Linked DNA regions of Mus musculus: region 1 is linked to region 2. A link is a contact called in public Hi-C data. All regions are on one chromosome and are shown on one strand. Each heading gives the region's core, a stretch centred on a gene start, on an enhancer-like site or on the middle of the called end of the contact. The rest is flanking DNA. Distances are from core to core; before and after follow the strand shown. Region 1 overlaps Zfp831 (zinc finger protein 831). Region 2 has its middle 20 kb from the start of Ankrd60.

Region 1 (4,670 bases), core at 1,721-4,220, 1.1 Mb after region 2:
GAATGAACCATCATGCTGTGTTTGTGCTGTGCTTGGGATTGAACCCAGGGCTTTGTGCGTGCCAGGCAGGTGCTCTACCTACCGAGTCCCATACCATAACCAGTTCAGAAGTTTGAACTCCCCCACCCCGACCCCCAGAAATCGAAAAGGCAAAAGTGCCACCGGTGCTAATGACCAGGTCAGTGGAGATGGGGCTACTTGAAAAGAACAAGCAGGTATTCATGGAGACGGGAGGGGGCCAGATCTTGAGGATGCGTCTCTTTCTGAAAGAAAGCCTTTCCGCAAACCACCCTTCCCAGGGGAACTACAAATGAAGCCTGAATTTTGTTCTAGAAATTTCTCTTGTGAAATGCTAGGCCGGGCAACCAAATGAGAGTAGAAAATAGGGTAGGGTGAGCTGTGAGCCCTCAACATCGCTCTCACCCCATTGGCCCCTCCCTCTCATCCACCCCACCACCACACCCCTCAATTCCCAATTGACCCTTTTGGTTAGAACCTTTAGGATTAATTCTAACTAAGGTGTTAGCAGAAATCTGAGACACAAAATGTCCGAAACAGCGAGTCTTCTGGAGGAGACAGGTGATCCGCCACCAACCTTAGGTGACAGAATCCCAAGGAGAAGGGGCTTTGCTGTTCAGTCCTTTAAGCCCCCTAATGATGTCATGGGAAAGGTTTGATTCTGATGCTAATGGCCCTTTGCCACCTGCCTAACCTTTTCCTAATCCCTTTGCATCAAGAGGGGTTAGGTGTCCACATCTGGCTGGGAGCTGAGAGCAAGGTTGTTTTGATGGAAGTTGTTTTTGCCATAGCATCTGCTCTCACGCTCTGCTTTGCCTTGGACTCAGCGCACCTGAGACGCTGAAGCCGCTGTCCTCGGTCTCCCAGCTTCCTGTGAAGCGGGGGTGTTATAGAAACCAGTAATTTCATTTGTGGACTTAGAATTCATTTGTTTTTAAGTCGAGGGACATCTGTCTCTTTTTGCCCCAGGCCTTCATCTGTAAAATGGAGTATGGCTAGTGTCTAATCTGGCTTCTGTCTAGAAAGTCCTGACTCATTCCAAGGGGAGGGGGGCGTTGCTGAGAGGCCCACATCACAGGATCCTCTAGGTCCAACAGGGAGCGAGGTCTTGGCAGAGAGCTGTTACAAAATGACAGTACTCTGTAGCGTGTGACCAGGGTAGCAAACAGTAGGGGGCGCTACCGTTTTCACCCCACATCTAGAGAAGATGTCTTTAGGCCACAGGAGTGAGCCAGAAGTTGTGGAGTCTCATTCCGCTGCCAGGGACTGGGTCCCTAGTGCGACACAGAGAAGGCTAGGGTATTTATGCTTCATGTACATCTCTGATGGATGTTCCAGAGGGAGCTCAAAAAGTCACTGGTGCTCTGCTTAAGGTCCCCAACCTCCAGACAAGGTTCCCCTCTCCTGTTGGCCTTCACCTCAACCTTGGATGCTGGCAGGGAGCTCAGAGAATCAGCTCCAACAACAAGCAGCTTCCTGCTTCCGCATTTGAGGGTTTCCGCCAAATGTTTTTCCTCACCTGAGTTTCGATATGGCCTTTGGGGTCAGAGGTGGCTGCCAAGGTTACCCACCTCCCCATCCTCACTGGCAGGGAGTCGTGCCCAAGTTCATAGTGGATGAAAAGATAGGTTCCTAGATAGCCCCCTCTCTGCTAAAACTCTTAAAATGTTGTTTGTTTGTTTGTTTTTAACTTTCAGTTTTGTTTTGTTTTTTGTTTTTTTTGTCCCAGCCCAAAGGCATTAGCTTTTGATGGCTACGAGGCACCTGACATGCTGGAGACGGACAAAGCCACCTCTGAGCACGAACATTTGAAATTATTAAGTGTTCATTAAAGCACCCCCGGGCGCACAGTGCTCTTAGGGATGTTAGCGTCTCAATTTTCTATAATTTCCTTATTTTTCTCTTCTAGCTAAAGGCAGATGAAAAACGAACTCGGTGCATTTGAGTCTCTGAATCATAGTTAATGTGCGACGCCCCCTCCCTTAACTGCGCTGTTTCCCTCTGCCTCCTCCAGTCTCCTTCCCTATCAATTGGATAAACTTCTTAATCCGTTTAACCCCTACTCTGACTGCCACTCGGGAAATGCATGCAAAGACCCCCGACCAGCTCTCTCTACACCCTGACTCGCTTTGGGCAGGGGTCTGCGGGCTGGGAGCTGTAGAAAAATCGAGAAGACTGCAGCACTGCATCCCCGGCGCCGGCAGGAACTCGGGGGCAGCTGTCTGGCAGGTGGCTGCAGGCTGGGGTGCAGAGCAGACCCTACGCAGCCACCCACGACCCCCAGCCCCATCGCTAGGCTTCCGGGGGGACTAGGGAGCTGCGGCTGTGCATGGACTGTTCTGGAAAAACACCAAGCTCCAATCCCCCTCCCATCCGCCCTCCTGTGACTCTGGTCTTACATGAGCAGAGAGGGAACAACAGCTAAAAGCTGTTTTTCTCTTTCCCTTTCTTTTTATTTTTTTGACAACAACCTCACATAACCTCAAAAAGTTACCCATGAATTTACCAAAAACTTTTTATGAAACTACTTTAACCTCTGGTGGGGGTTAAAAACAAGCTCTGTGGATTTATTATCCGGGGGAAAAAAAAAAAAGCGAAGCATGACTCTGTATTTGCTGGAAAATCGTCTACCAAGCTTCAACGGCGCCCCCTACAGCTGCCTGCGAGGAATAGCCAGCGCCGACTGCAGCAGGAGCTGCAGGCTGCCCAGGACCTGGCAGGACCTGATCCCCGGCGGGTGATTGGACCCCCTCCACTGCACCCCGGGTCTGCTCCGAACCCGGACACCTTGCTGGGTCTTAGTTTATATTTTTTGAAGTTCAAATGGCTAAACCAGGAGCAGGCTAATCGCCAGCAGGGTTTGTACTGCCAGCCTCGGCTGGACCCCTGCAGAGCAGGCGAAGCTTACAGTCTGAGCACGCAGGCGACCCTTGCTTGTTTGTTCCTTTTTGCTGCTTTCACGTAAATGCCACCCAGATGTACTGAAGGAAGAATGATGACCCCCAGAGGAATAAGGACAGGAGTATAGGCAGGGGCCTCGTAGGAGGCTGAGACCCAGAGAAGCTGAGCATTGCAGAGAGCAGGGTGAGAGATGGGAAAAGAGAAGACCGGGGGATGGGGTGAGGGTCCCTGTGAGAAGGAACGTGGATATGGTCAGCAACCACCCTCCCAACTTCAAAACACCCCAGCTCTCCCTCAGAACCGTGTTTTTAGGAAGCACATGGAAGGAAAGAAAGAAAGAAAAAGAAAAAGAAAAAAAAAGCCGTTCAGAAAAACAAATGTAAATCAGAGACAGAGGAGCGGGCGCTGCAGCCTGCCCAGAAGAGGCAGTAGCATGCGGCACTCAGATTCTCTGGTCCCTCACACCTGAGTCCTGCTGCTAAGGACTGAGCTTTGCTTCAGAACTGAGAGAGAAAGAAAGAGGGAGGGAGGGAGGGAGGGAGGGAGGAAGGAAGGAAGGAAGGAAGGAAGGAAGGAAGGAAGGAAGGAAGGAAGGAAGGAAGGACAAAACCCAACAAAACAAAACAAAACAAAACAAAACAAAACAAAACAAAACAAATGCAAAAACCAAACTATCATCCGGGTAATCTTAGCTCCTATACAGGGAGAAAGCCAGCTCTGGTCTCTATGAGAAAAATCTAGAATTTGACAGTAAATAGATCTTCCAGTGTTTACATGATGGTAATTCAAACTCTCTCTCTCTCTCTCTCTCTCTCTCTCTCTCTCTCTGTCTCTGTCTCTGTCTCTCTCTCTCTGTCTCTCTCTCTCTCTGTCTCTCTCTCTGTCTCTCTCTCTCTCTCACACACACACACACACACACTACTGTCAGAGATCTTTATTAAGGGGGGGGGGGCTCACTGCCGTTTCTCTTTGTCATCTAACACCCACACATTCAGCATCTGGCTTAGGAGAGCCAAATGCCAAACGCAGTTTGTCTGTATCCTCTTTTGGGACTCACCGGTTGGATTTGAGGGGAAAATTCCTTTTCTTTCTCCCTTCTGGTCCTGGAGACTATAGGAAGACAGCTGCTTCTCCACACCCCCAACTCCCTAGAAGTCCCGTGGGGAATGTGGTGGCACTTGGGGGAGGTGGGCTTTCTATTCTTATCCCAGAAAGGTCTGTACCCGTCCCCTCCTGATAGGTATGTGTCCTTTCTTCCCAGCTTCTCACTGAACCGGGTCCATTTCGAGTTTGTCACTTGCATCCAAAGTTACATTTGTGATTTGGGGGCATCTTTCCCAAGATGGAATTTCTGGGTATCCCGTATCTCCCAAACCCCCTTGCCCTGACCCAGCCTAGGCTTCTTCCTGCCCTTCTGACGGTAGAGCCTGGTGTTCTGATGCCTCTAGTGGTGGACTCCAGTATAGCACCCTGTTGCTTTAGCAGAACACACGGGCATTCCTACTTTGTCCACTAGCTATTTCCTGGGGAGCTGTTGTGGCTTCTAATCGTACCTTTCCTGTTTTCTCTCTCCACGAAAGATCTGGCTACATAGCCCAGGCTGCCTCAAACGTACGGAACTCCTCCTGCATCATAGTTGCCACCCACCAGGCTTTACCCATTGTTTCTGAAAGGGCAATCTAAAATCCCGTTGTGTCTTCCTTGTATCCTAAAACGTTGAACGTTGCAGTGGAGACCATAGAGAACCAAAG
Region 2 (4,706 bases), core at 2,045-4,544:
CTGTGTCCCTAGCTCAGCCCTCTCTCAGGAGCCTTGACGAGATAGAGTGGCATCCACCATAAAATCCGGAGTGCAGAAATGGTGCAGAAGAGGTGGCTGCACTGTCTCCAGCCATCGCGTCTGAGATGAGCAAGCTGAAAAGGCGCTGGAGATGCTGACATTGGGACCAGCTAGACAAAGAAAGGCAAGGAATCCTAGCTGGTCAGAACTACCTGTGCAGGCTGTAATGTAGGGAGAACTAGAGAGTACACACATCCCTGAGACCCAGAGGGGAATGGTGTGACCCAGAGTGAGAGCCACAGAAGGCTCACTGGAATACAGGGAACCTATAAAACCACAGCCTTGAGTCTGCTTTGTATCCAAAGGGCAGTAGGGAGTCATGGAAGGCTCAAGGCAGAAGAGAAACATGGCCTCGCATTTTTTACAGAGCAATCATTCTGATGGTGAGAGATGCTAACAACCATGTCACCAAGGACTGTCCGAGAGGCACGGAGCAGAAGAGGTGGGAAGGCTTACCCAGCCCTTGGAGATGACTCAAGCATAGGAGGTAGGAAAGTTAAGAAGTGGCGCCACTCTGAGATGGGGCTGATAGGAGGTACGGCAGCCTGGGGTACCAGGGCTGGGCTCTGGCTAGTCACTATGTCCTGTCTGCCTTTCCATCAAGATGTAGAACTCTTGGCTCCTCCAGCCCCACCTCTGCCTGGATGCTGCCATGTTCCCACCTTGATGACAAGGACTGAACCTCTGAACCTGTAAACCACCCCCAGTTAAATGTTGTCCTTTCTAAGAGTGTTCTTGGTCATGGTGCCTCTTCATATGATACAGAAGTTGGTTCCAGGGACTAAGGCATTGCTGTGATAGGCCTGACCATGTTTTTGTTTGAAAGAATGTGGATTTGGGGACGTTGGATTTGGAAAGTGGTAAAAATGCTCCAATCAATGCTTAATGTGACATCCTAGTAGGATTATGGAAGGCATTGGTGCTGAGGGTGACTTGAGCCTGGCTCAAGAGATTTTTTTTTAAAGGAGAAGAATGTTAGTATGTGACCTAGAGACTATTCTTATATTTTGGTGAAGAACATGGCTGGGTTTTGCCCTTGTCTGGAGAATCTGCCTGAGGCTGAGGTGAAGATAATCAAATTAATTGCATTAACAAAGGGAGTCTCAAAAAAAAAAAAGCCTAGTTTAAACATTGTCCTGAGGCCTCACCTATTCAGTCTTATGAAGAGCGTTTTGATCAAGCATGGCTAGCAAGCTTAAAAAGTACAAAGCGTATGGATCAAGTAATAATCAAGGGCACCAGGTAGGGAAGTGCAGCTGGATCCTGTGGTCAAGGAGATAAATGGATTAAAGGAGTGGTGGCCTCAGGGCAGGATCCCACCCAGCTAAGCTTGTTGTTTATGCTTGGAGTTGAACAATGGATAGTTATATTATTACGACATGGTTATTGCTTTTGTTTGGACATAGGAGATATGGTTGTGGGTCACCTTGACATAGGATGGCACGCGCTTTTGATCTGGATCTTAAACATAATCACCATGAAAAGCTTAGGTCCAGGCATGGTGGTCCACACCTTTAATCTTCTGGGAAGTGTTTTCTGAGAGCACAGAGAAGCCGTGTTCTAGGGATAACCAAGGCTGTACCTCGTGCTGCAGCTGTACTCAGTAATGTGTATGAGTCACCCAGATGGTACTGGTTTTGAAGGCATGAAGGGGTCATGGAGAACAGCTGAGGCTTGGAAGGCCTCATAGAGGCCACAGAAGGCCATTGGTGAAGGTGAAGCCTCAGTTCCAGTTGACAGCCCAGGACTGAAGGAGACATGCAAAAAAAGTTGAGGCTTGGCACCATGAAGAGAGCCTATGAGAGGCTATCGGTGCAGCCTACTTGCAGCAGAAGACCCCAGTGTATTGTAGATGCTCATGCCATGGGATGACCATCAAGAACAGCAGCAGCAGTGGAGTGGAATCAGCCATAGCCTAAAGTACCACAGAAAGCAGAGCTGGAGACGTGACCCAAGCCCATTGGAGGAGCCCAGAAGATCATGTGTGGACCCCAGACACTGGAACAAGAAACTGTACCGTTGAAGTTGCCTTGAAGACCCCAAGATGTTTGGGATGTCAGAGTGTGGGATACCTGCCGAGGAAAGCTGCTAACAGGGAATAGAGCCAGCCCAGAAGAAAGAACTCCGATGCAGTCAACAAAGATGAAAAAGGAGTGAAGATCTGAAGACAGCTTTGACATCAGACATAGAGATGCAGAGTTGGGAGATTGTCCGGCTGATTTTTGGTCTTGCTTTGTCCAGGATTTCTTCACTACGCCATTTTGGAATGACAATGTATAGCCTGTGATGTTTGAGTTATGTGATCTGGTTTTTTTTATTATTATCATTTTGATTTTATAGGTGATCACAGTTTGGAGACTGGATGACTCTCATAAGAGACTTAGAACTTTGGACTTTTAGACGTTGTTGAGACTGTGATAGGCTATGAAGACTTTGGAAGTTGGACTAAATGTATTTTTCATTATGCTATGGCTAGGTATGGCCCCCATAGACTCATATGTTTGAACAAGTCTATTAGAGTCAGGGAGTAGAACGTGGTGGTTTGAATATGCTTGGCCCAGGGAGTGGCACTATTAGGAGGTGTGGCTTGTTGCAGAAAGTGTGTCACTGTGGGTATGGGTTTTGAGACCCTCCTCCTAGCCATGTGGGTGCCAGTCTTTTCCTGTCTGCCATTGGAGCAAAGTGTAGAACTTTCAGTTCCTCCAGCCCCACATCTCCCTGGATGCTGCCTTGCTCCCACCTTGATAATGGACTGAATCTCTGAACTTGTAAAGCCAGCCCTGATTAAATGTTGTCCTTTATAAGAGTTGCCTTGGCCATGGTTGTCTGTTCACAGTGATGGAAACCCTAACTAGGACTCAGGTGATCCGGGCCAGAATGGTCAGTGGCTCACAGTGCAGCCAGAGCCGGGTCAGTGGCTCCCAGTGCAGCTAGAGCCGGGCTTCACAGGCTAGGCACTCGTCAACCACCAACCCCACAGGGTGATTGTGACTGAGAACAGAGACTCCAGCCTCTCCCTCCAACACACTCCAACCAACCCCTTCACTTAAGTGTTTTCTAGAACCTGTGTATCCTTGCCTGGCTATAATTCCCAACTGATTTATCTGCCTGGTTGACTGACTACCAGGCCTCCATGTGCTCAGCTTTGATTGACATACAGCCAAGAGTTGGCTGAGAGGCAGCTAGGTGACTTGAAGATTCAATGTTGCCCTGTAGGGTCCCCCACACCCCCTGCAAATTCATGGTTCCACCTCTGTACAGAACTAGGCCACACAGAGCCTCTCTCCAAACATCCCAGTGCCCCTAACTGCATTCCCATCTGCCACAGGCTAGCCTTGACCTCTGAGAATCCAAGAGAAACGGGAGTTCTGCAAACTCTGAAGCTTGCACGTCCATCTGGCCACAAGCTCTGGGAAAGGGGATGCACACTAGCTCTGGCCCCCGCATGCATGTCCTATAGCATCAGTGTTACTGGCTAAATTTGATCCTTATCTCTGTTCTGGACATGTGAAAACAGGATGCTGGGATTCTTGTTCCCAAAGAACTTGAAATTCTTTGCTAAATATATACATTGATGTATAATATATACAGCAAACGATGCCAGGCAAGATATTTTTTCCCCCTCAAAGGGATGGTCACAGGGTCTGAAGCGACCCAGGAGGTCAAAGACTTCCCTCTGGACCTGACTCTGGCAGCTGTTAACAGTCATCTTCTCCAGCTCTAATTCTACACTTCCTGGAGGGGGGATAGCGCCCCCGCCTCATACACCATCCAGAACCTTTCTCAAGATAAATCACTCCCGACTATGACGGCGGGGGTTAGGAAGATATTAAATTATCTGGCGTCTCTGTGTTCTTCACTTCCTCCCCTCGTGGGCTTGGAAACATCTGGAAGAGAAGGGCTGGGAGCATCTTCAGGACTTAATGCCTTTGGGACAAGTCCGGTGAACAAGGCAGGGTGGTGGGGGTGGGGTGAGGTGGGAGTGGAGACTGGAGGGAACTGCAGAAGTAGCAGCAAGTGTGTTCTGGAGCTAGCCTAGGAAGAGGAGGCCAGGCTACACCTCACTCTGAATGGAAACTCAGACACTGGAGTGGTCTCAGGATCCCAAGGTGAGCACCCATAGCTGTGAGCCATGTGACAGCCAAGCATGCTAAGACCACCCCCCCACCCCCCAGAGACAGACTACCTAAGTGCCCTAGGCACAAGTCCACTAGAGTCAGACACTGGATTCCCTCCACTGTCCTTGTCCCTCTGCCCTGTGTTCACATGACTCAAGCCAGCATGAGTGTTGGATGTTAACCACTACCTTCCACACCCATACACACATCTGAGAGTGCACACAGGAATACGCACAAGCTAAACAGAACTCTGGGTCCATTGACAGAAATCACGGGCCAACAGTTGCTCATCTAAAGTGCACAATCTAGAAGTTTCTAGACTGTTGTGCAACAATCACTTCCATTAGACACCCCAACATGTGCACCCTGCCCACGGGCTACTTGAACTCACTTCCTACCCTGCCTTTCCTGGCAGGCCTCCCCACTGGCCACCGGTATTAAGTTCCTGTTGCTGTGGGTTTTATTTGTAGCTCGTAACTGGGTTTGACCCATTCACTTAGGTTTAATTAAAAAAAAATTTTTTTTTTG

The links. Hi-C and Micro-C count contacts between places; a contact is called where the count stands out from the background.
Region 1: a Hi-C map of the N1E-115 cell line shows a contact between it and region 2, with 22 times the contacts expected there. The contact joins two enhancer-like sites. A contact is called at or near these places in 1 of 15 datasets of contacts at CTCF or cohesin (embryonic stem cells), 11 of 484 Hi-C or Micro-C datasets (B cells, the HPC-7 cell line, the N1E-115 cell line and 7 more), 1 of 115 datasets of contacts at active chromatin or transcription factors (fibro-adipogenic progenitors) and 1 of 9 other capture datasets (embryonic stem cells).

The regions. Positions count from the first base shown.
Region 1 is chr2:174,671,496-174,676,165 of GRCm38.p6, forward strand. The region is part of intron 3 of Zfp831 (zinc finger protein 831); the gene reads left to right. Among named protein-coding and RNA genes, the nearest start is that of Zfp831, 30 kb to the left of the region's middle. Within about 2 kb of position 2,971, at least 147 of the 459 cell types and tissues checked have an H3K27ac peak or open chromatin away from gene starts, as enhancers often do. A contact at or near this core is called in the N1E-115 cell line, where this site is marked.
Region 2 is chr2:173,555,442-173,560,147 of GRCm38.p6, forward strand. No RefSeq gene overlaps it. Among named protein-coding and RNA genes, the nearest start is that of Ankrd60, 20 kb to the right of the region's middle. Within about 2 kb of position 3,295, at least 2 of the 459 cell types and tissues checked have an H3K27ac peak or open chromatin away from gene starts, as enhancers often do. A contact at or near this core is called in the N1E-115 cell line, where this site is marked.